Linked DNA regions of Mus musculus: region 1 is linked to region 2. Evidence: chromatin contacts called from public HiChIP or PLAC-seq data. All regions are on one chromosome and are shown on one strand. The core of a region is the stretch at or near the end of the contact, and the rest is flanking DNA. Distances in the headings are between cores, read along the strand shown. Region 1 overlaps Gm35682 (a long non-coding RNA gene). Region 2 holds the start of Mrpl13 (mitochondrial ribosomal protein L13).

What was found. HiChIP or PLAC-seq counts read pairs in DNA pulled down with a chosen protein or histone mark.
Region 1: a contact with region 2 is called in an H3K4me3 HiChIP or PLAC-seq map of embryonic limb bud, with 7 times the contacts expected there. The contact joins the enhancer-like site here to the promoter of Mrpl13 in region 2. A contact is called at or near these places in 2 of 39 promoter capture datasets (frontonasal cranial neural crest and hippocampal neurons), 2 of 115 datasets of contacts at active chromatin or transcription factors (embryonic limb bud and stem cell-derived neural progenitor cells) and 1 of 9 other capture datasets (adipose tissue).

What each region holds. Positions count from the first base shown.
Region 1 is chr15:57,586,978-57,590,858 of GRCm38.p6, reverse strand. All of the region lies in intron 3 of Gm35682 (a long non-coding RNA gene), which reads left to right. Gm35771 (a long non-coding RNA gene) reads right to left here. Exons shown (of 5, transcript XR_384110.4): 2 at 2,078-2,159; 3 at 242-314. Among named protein-coding and RNA genes, the nearest start is that of Gm35771, 10 kb to the right of the region's middle. Within about 2 kb of position 1,343, at least 47 of the 459 cell types and tissues checked have an H3K27ac peak or open chromatin away from gene starts, as enhancers often do. A contact at or near this core is called in embryonic limb bud, where this site is marked.
Region 2 is chr15:55,555,748-55,560,045 of GRCm38.p6, reverse strand. It overlaps Mrpl13 (mitochondrial ribosomal protein L13), which reads left to right and starts at 2,734. Exons shown (of 7, transcript NM_026759.3): 1 at 2,734-2,788. The coding sequence starts at 2,762. It overlaps Mtbp (Mdm2, transformed 3T3 cell double minute p53 binding protein), which reads right to left and starts at 2,638. Exons shown (of 22, transcript NM_134092.3): 1 at 2,309-2,638; 2 at 1,465-1,545. The coding sequence starts at 2,426.

The DNA of each region.
Region 1 (3,881 bases), core at 94-2,593, 2.0 Mb before region 2:
AGTTTAATTCCGTGGAGGAGGTCTGGAGCCTGCACTAGCTGCTGGATTAGCAGGGACCTGGATGAAGACAGGCTTTGGCTGGGTGCCAGCTTGTTTCCCACAAATGATAGGAAGGGTCTCTCTGGGTTCCAGGACTGTACGGATGCATCTGTCTCTCAGGAAAGATTCTCCTTGCCCCTTGGGAGGTCACGCATCTGAGGTCTTGTCACCAGCCACCAGTAGATGAAAGCTGTCCTCTTACCTTGGCAGGAGAAACCCAGAGAGACTGGGCACTTAGCTTCTAGCAACACAGCTTGAAGGAGGGTTCCATTAAACTGGAAAAACAAGAGAGGCTTTAGTTAGTAAGTTCCTGCTCATTCCTGCTATCTGGAGGAACAAGGGTTCCGAAAAATTTTAGATCAGATATATAAGACAAGAGTGACCTTTTGGTTATAATTTATCCCACTTCATCATCTTAGCACCCTTCACGTGGCAGTGAGATGCAAAAGGCATTTTGTTTGGAGCCATGCTACGGTTTCCAGCCTGTGAAGAAAGCATCGTCAGGTGCCAAGGATGTCCTGTGTGTGATTAATTGCTAGGCTGTGCCAGCTTGCCAGGGTGAAAGGGAAGATGCAGACTGGCAGTGTCAGGTGGACTGGGACTTAGGTAAATTACATAACTGTCCTTTGCATTCTAATCTGTTCAGCTCCCACCTGCTATTCTGCTGAAGGGACAAGTGAGATCCACGGTTCAGGATGCTGCAGTGTGCAAAATGCTAATTGGGTTCTGTAGACAGTAAAGTGGCACAGAGGGTGTGCCTCTCCGGAGGAGAAAGGAGGGGAGGGGGCCTCTCAGACTTGGAGGTAGGAAGAGTCTAGCTGACTGAGCGGGGGGGGGGGGCGCCCTCCCCCCCCCCCCCAAGTGCACATTTCTCCTCCTGGTCCTCTTTACTGATTTCTATTATGGCCTTTCTCAGTGAGCAGTGGGAGGACCCCCACAACAGTGGTGTGTGTGTGTGTGTGTGTGTGTGTGTGTGTGTGTGTGTGAGACGGCCATAACAAAGAGGATCAAGGGTTCGTCTATACCGGAAAATGCTATTTTAACAAGTGCTTCCGTCTCTGGAGAAGTACCATTCAGAGTCTCCAGTTAGACACTGGAGATTGGTCCGTGCACAGAGACTCTGAGCTTGACACTCAGCAGATGTTCAGAAGGCTTTGTTAATTGAATTCAGTCTGTGTTATATCCAGCTTGTGGCAGATCTGGGTCTCCAGATCACTGAACTTTGCCTCCCCTCCCCCGCCCCTGGTTTCATGTTGCTGCTAGACTGACTAACCATAGCCTCCAGGAAGGCTGCTTTGGCACTCTTGGAAGTTCTATGTTGCTATGATACAGTCTTGCAAAGAGCAGACTGCTCAGAAGTGAGGCCAAGCACTGTTTAAGTTGGGTGAGTAAAAGGGATGCTGCTTCATGGATCACCGTTGTTAGGTGACCATAATATTCATAACGGAGATGCCTTAATAACGCTTTGTATACACGTATTGTACACAAATTTTAACTTTTAGTGGCTTATGTAGCCTATTGGTATTTGACTATGAAATCATTTTCTCTTTTAATTCACATTTCTGTCTGTCTATAAGTTGCCTATATGAAGAGGGTAAACAGGTAAATATGCCTGTATATATTATTTATCAATATGCCTATATATCTATTCGCTAATAATTTATCATCTGTATATGTATCTATCTGCCTGTGTCCATCACTATATTGACTAAGAACTTGAGCAGAATTTTAAAGTATCTCTTCAGAGTATGTAAAACTCTTGCAATAACCCAGATGTGGGATGGAAGCCATAATCCTAAACACTTGTTATGAGAACTTGTAACTCTCATGTTAGTTATTTTAGAGTTTGCATTTCCCCAATTTATTTGCAGTGTTGTTTTGAAACTCATTACCTGTTCATAATATTGTATCTAGTTTAGTCCATAGGCACAGAGAGCTTAACCTTGTTAGGTCATTGTCTTTACATGGTTCAAGGTGAAAGCTTGAGGTTCTGGAGTTAGATAGAAAAGGCTATTTGGACTGGATGGACCCAACTCACTGTTGACGTCAGGATAGTAGACCCAGAGCAGACAGAGCAGCACATGCCTCCCACGTGGTGTCTCGGTTATGTTTGTAAAGGTCTACAGAGAAAATGCCATAGCATCACATAAAGAAACAAGGAAGAAAAGGGAGTCTGCAGTAGAAACCAGTAGTAAGCTTAGCACACAGTAGGCTGTTGTGTGCATTTTCTAGGGAGATGAGAACAAATGTCTCTTCAGTCCAGTAGGGCACAGGTGACAGACCAAAGACCTGAGATCACCCAGGCTTAGATTAGTGAACCAGTGTATTCATTGAGGTTACATGTAAAAGCATAGGTGACTCAAAGGCAGCGCCATCATGGAAAAGCCTATACTAGCTGGGAGATGACTCATGAGAGCTGCGTCCCTGGTCCTTCACATACAACTTGCAACTTTCAGGTGGTGCAGTGCTCATTTCTGCTTATATGGTGTGTGGAAGAGGAGCCTTGTGACTCTTGTTTCCTGAGACTTGTCAGTTTGGTTTACTTTATAAGAAGCAATGATCCAATCAGACAGAAATAGCTACACAATGTAGGCATTTTAACATTGAGAAAGATTAACACGTTGAGTGTGAGATGAAATGATTAGAAATTTATTGCCTTTTATGTCTGCTATGTATCCTGGTATATATCATTGGGGACAGAAGCATGTATGGGGACAGCAAGTTCTGTTATTAAATTCTGTTCCTTCTTGAAGCCTTGATTTGGTAATCACACTCAGAAAAGCAATTCTAAGCTCCCACTGGGCTTACTCTCCCGTCCTTTTGGTTTTTAAAAGCAACTAACTCAAACTAGCAAAATAAGAAGGAATTTTGTGAGCCACTAAGAAGCAAAAGACTGGTTTGTGATTTTAGTGATAAGGACACACAGGGCTGTTGAATTACCAGGTCGGTCATTGTCACCATGCGCTGCGCTAGAAAAACAAAACAAAACAGAAAACCAGGCATCTTCTTCCTTCTCCTGTTAGAGGAAGAAGCCATAGCAAGAATTCTCAGTGAACTTTTGGTACCACGAGGATCCAAATCCTCTCTGCTTACTAACATATTTGGATTCCCAAGTTCTTCCTTTATCGTTTAACTCATAAGATGTGGTTAAGTTAGGTCTACCCAGGCCAAACAACAACTGTTGTCATTGGTTGATCTTTGTAGTTTGGTACCATTAAATGGTACTAGTTATCTCCACACATTGTAGAGATACCTGGAAGCTGGAGAATAAGTTATTCATTGTGCCCTTGGCAAAAATCCTCTACGGTAAATGTCACTTCTATTCATTTACTAGGTGAGAAATATGAGGCACTACCTTGGTTAAATTCATACCACTAGTCAGTAATGGAATGACGATTCCAAGCCAGATTTATCTGACTCCAAGATTTCTTCAATATGCCATTCTCCCATCATAAAGCATCCTCAGAAGGAGCTTTGAGACTGGTTCCTTACATTCCACCCTCATGGCTCCCTCCCTCCTCTCTCCATTCCCCACCATAACTTAGCTGATAGTGGACACCAGGACCAAATGGCAACCAAGTCATCAGCTTTGTTCCTGCTCATGCTGGACTCTATTCTCTGGCAATATTCCATAGGGAGGTCTCTCTTCACTATTCAGTAGAATCACTGTCCTGTGTTAAGGTGTCTGTCACAGGCAGTGTGAAGAGACAATACTTGGACTGAATGTAGGATGTAGGTTAGATCCCAACCACATGATCCCAAAAAGAGCTGCAGCCCAGATGTCAGGTGTGTTCATGCACACCAAATACCTCTAGGTCATTTCTCATTTCATTTCCTCTTCT
Region 2 (4,298 bases), core at 1,485-3,984:
CACTGTGTCTCATGTTATAACCTACAGAACACACAGTAAATATTATCTTTACTATTTCTTTCACTGTCTTACATATTTAAAACAATCAGTGTTTTAAATTCTTTTTAGTTGCATTGTGTGTGTGTGTGTGTGTGTGTGTGTGTGTGTGTGTAGACACCTATGTGTCACACTCTGTGTGGAGATCAGATAGATGACTTGCAGGCGCTGCACTTCTCCTTCAGTATAGGTCCTGGGGAATGAACTCAGGTCATCAGCCTTGAGAGCAAGCAACCCCACCCACTGAGCCATTAAAAACCAACAAGAGTTTTTAATTAGCTTTGATAGGAATGTTACAGGTCATGGAACAATTCTACTGTCTAATTGATTATTGAACTGGGATGGTCTTGCATGCCTTCAGTACACATCACTTGCAGAGTTCTGCATTACTGTACAAAAGGGGTGTCTTATAAGAAACCCTGTCCTTCCAAGCAGAGTGAATACTTTCATGAGAACCCAGTCTAGAATGTTTTAAAGAATTCGCTAAACTTTACCAACTTCAGAAATTAATAAGAGTACCATTAGAACGTGGACAACAGGCTAGTACAGTGCCTACATACTGGAAATCAATCCTTAGTGGTGAGAGCTGCCCCCGAGACTAGAGGTTCTCCAATAAGGAAGGGAGCCGATTATAACAGAATCATGAGAGCTGCAGCTCTCAAAAGGAGGCTATTTTTTCCTGCCAACTATAGACACTTCCTTCAGCTTGTAGGATCTGATCTGTCTCCATATTCATATTTTCTGGGCCTTAAAGGATATTATCAGATGGAGAAGTAAAAGAGAAGAAAATTATCAAATACATTTACAAATAGATATATTTGTAAAGTACCAATAGAACTAAAAGTAGGGAAGATTTCTTGCCCCCCCCCCAAAAAAAAAAGTAGTGAGAACTTCAGAAAGTCAAAGCAGATGACTCAAAGCTGTTTTTGCTTTAAGAGAATCAGTAAAATAGACAGGAAAACAACACCCACATGTGGTAAAGAAGGCAGAGTGGGAGCTGTAACGGGTTGTCTTTACTCAAGACAAGAACCCTTCCACAAGCAGGGCAGTGGTGGCACATGCCTTTAATCCCAGCACTTGGGAAGACAGAAGCAGGCAGATCTCTGTGAGTTCAAGGCCAGGCCGGTCTACAGATAAAGAGTTCCAGGAGAGCAAGGGTTATATGGAAGCAAAACTCTCACAATGGGAACCCAGAATAACTTTTATAAAAACTTACAACATTCAAATATCAGGAAGGAATAGTAATGTAGTTGAGGTTTTCTTTAAGATACCCCCATAGCCCTGTGCCTCTCAAGTCAACAAGTCTTTCTTGTACTCCTAGGTTATCAAACTGACTGATTTCCAAAAAAATGCTGTGTCAGACTTTGGGGGTGGGGGGTGGTGGTGGATAGGAGAGGAATTTCATTACCATTACACTTCTGTACTTACCAGGGAATGTACTGTCATCTGGATGGATTGAATCGCTGATGCTTCTCTTCAAGAGGTGATAAATATTGGTTGCGGTCAAATCTATAAAAATAAAGACCTGACTCAGTCATCTAACTCAAGAGTTAACATAATCTAGGGCCTGTTTCCATTTCACTATCAGAGGATCTGAAGGCCAGTAAGTTGTAGACAGAATACATGTTGACCAAGTCTATTCAAGTGCTGACACCGCAGAGAAAACAGCCAAGTCTCCTCATTTGTATATGCTAATCAGTAACAAGAAATCAAAACTTCCTTCCAAAAGAAGTATATACGAACTATATACATTTCTTCCTAAAAATGTCTGCTTAATCAAAACAAGGAAAACGTAATATTGAGATTAGTCAAGTACGCCAAAAAAGCAATGCAGCTAAAATCTTTTAAAGCTGGTCATTTCTCTTTTTTTAGTGTGGAATGTTTCCTTCATAGAATGTAAAACTCAGATCTGCAGAACCTATCATTTCTTTCTGTGCTTTCTTCAAGGTGGTAGGAACGCCAAGGGACACTTCTTTCTGCAAGCATACCTTCCCTAAAAGCAAAAATTCGATGACTATGCCACCAGAAGATTCAACCAGGCAAATATTCAGTTCACCAAGCACTTGGGACACTGGCATCTAATACCCACAACTTTATATCTTTTCCATTGACATACTACTGCTCAGTTCTTATAGAAACTACTTCAGAGAGTTAGTTGCACGTTCCCGGGACCATTCGACCTATGCGCCTCCCTCCGGGATTTCATCAGAAACTCAAATCCTTCGCTTCCCCGCCGCCGGTCGTTCCCGCCTCTTCTCCGCCCAGAGCTTACCGGGCTGTTTGTCGGTGCTCTCCAGGGATGTCGCCTCAGTGCCAGGCTCGATCTCCCCACCCGCCACGGATCGAAACTTCCCTTCCCTCCAGGTGACCAGCAGCAAGTACCGATCCATCCTCTTCGCGCCCGGACTCAGTGTTAGGTCTCAAAAGAGCCGCGCGCAACGTGCACTTCCGGTTTCCTGCCGCTCAGGTTGGCTGCAAAATAATGTCCTACGTCGGTTTTCCCGCCAATTATTGTGGGAAATTATTCTCTCAGGAGCCACACTCTCTGCTCCTCTCATAACGAAACCGCTACCGGCGGGGACCCGAGTGTGGCGGGGAAGCAGATGAGCGCACGCGACGGCAGTAGGAACCTTCATGCTCGGGTGTCTGTGTTTCCCGCCGGACCCGTGGTGCTGGTTCCCCGGCGGGGCGGGTGCAAAGTAAAGGACGCCGCGGGTCGGAGAGCATGTCCAGCTTCTCTAGGGCGCCCCAGGTGAGTTTGCGCGTTTCGGGCAGGATAGTGTGCTCAGTACGCTGGCGAAAATGAAGAGCAGTGTTCACAGGGATTTAGTGCAGAAGCTGAGCTTTCAGGGAAGCTGACACCCGTACCCAAGAAATGCTTTAGGAGTCACTTACCAGAGGGTTGTGAGTCTGCCTACCACTTGATATCTTTGTTTTGGCTCCTTTCTCTCCTCAGTCTGCCCCTTTCGTGTCTTTTGTTCCTTGCGGAAAGAGAGCTAAAGTGAAATAATAGGTTGAATGACGTGGGGCAGTAAAAACCACTAAAAGATGTTTATTTTTGTTTAGTACAGTAGGGGAGGGGGAAGGGAAGGTGTGGAGCTGTAGCTGATGTAGCGTAGCATGCCTGGGTTCCATCCCCAACACCGCATAAACCTGGAATTATGGTGCACGCATGTTATCCTAGCACTTGGGAGGTGGAGGGAGAAAGATCCGAAGTTCAAGGCCAGCCTTCTCCGATACTTAGTGAGCTTGAAGTCAAGCCTGCGCTGCTTAAGACTGTTTATAAAGAATGAAGACCTGTTGTAGAGTTTTGACCTAGAAGTCTTAGGCATCAGAAGGATCAAGCAAGCACTCAAGCCGCCAGGTGGAAGATAAACTGTTCACAGATGGGAGATCTTTGAAGGGCTAAAGGGAGAATTCAGTTAGAATTCTATTTTAGTGTACCACACAAAATACTCATTTTACAAGTCAGGCTGAAACATTGGAGTTCTAAGAAGTCCACAATATATATTAAAGATTTGAATGTGGGTGTAAAGAGAAACAAGAATAACTTTTAAGAATTCTGGTTTGGGCAACCGGAAGGCTGACTCATAGGGAATACTGAAACTGAAGCAGATTCTAGATAGAAGAGAAAGAATTAGTTTCTGATATGTTAATCCAAGACAACTCCTAGCCTAACACTACTTGAAGTACATTTCCTTTAAATGTAGTTGTTACCTGTCTATAATCAGGTAAATAACAGATGTGAATATTTAAAACTTTGACAGCAAGTTGACATGTGGCAGTATTTCTATTATTTATCAAGCTTTTTTAAAGTATTAGTTCACATGGAATGTGGTAAACTTGTCTTTTGCGTATGCATAGGCTAGTTTAAAATTTAGGATAACTAATATGAAACCACAAGCTTATAAGTGTATTTTTCTAGCATATAATCCTTGTGTATATGCATATGAAAGTACCTGGACAAGATCTTTCTGGAATAGAGATAATTTCCTTAGTTTGGAGGCATTGAAGACAGTGATTTTATCAGATGACCTAAAGATGTCTTGGAAGACAGGCCTGTAATACCAGCTATTCTAGAGAATGAAGTGGGGATAGTTGTAATTTCAAGCCTTTGGCGGGTACAGGGTGAACTCGAGGCTAAGCTGAGTAACTTGGTGAGACTCTTGTCTCAAAAGCATGAAAGGGGTTAGTGATGGGTCTCAGTGGTAGAGTGCTTGCCTGGTTTCTCAGTTCTCACACACACATAGACATACTGAATC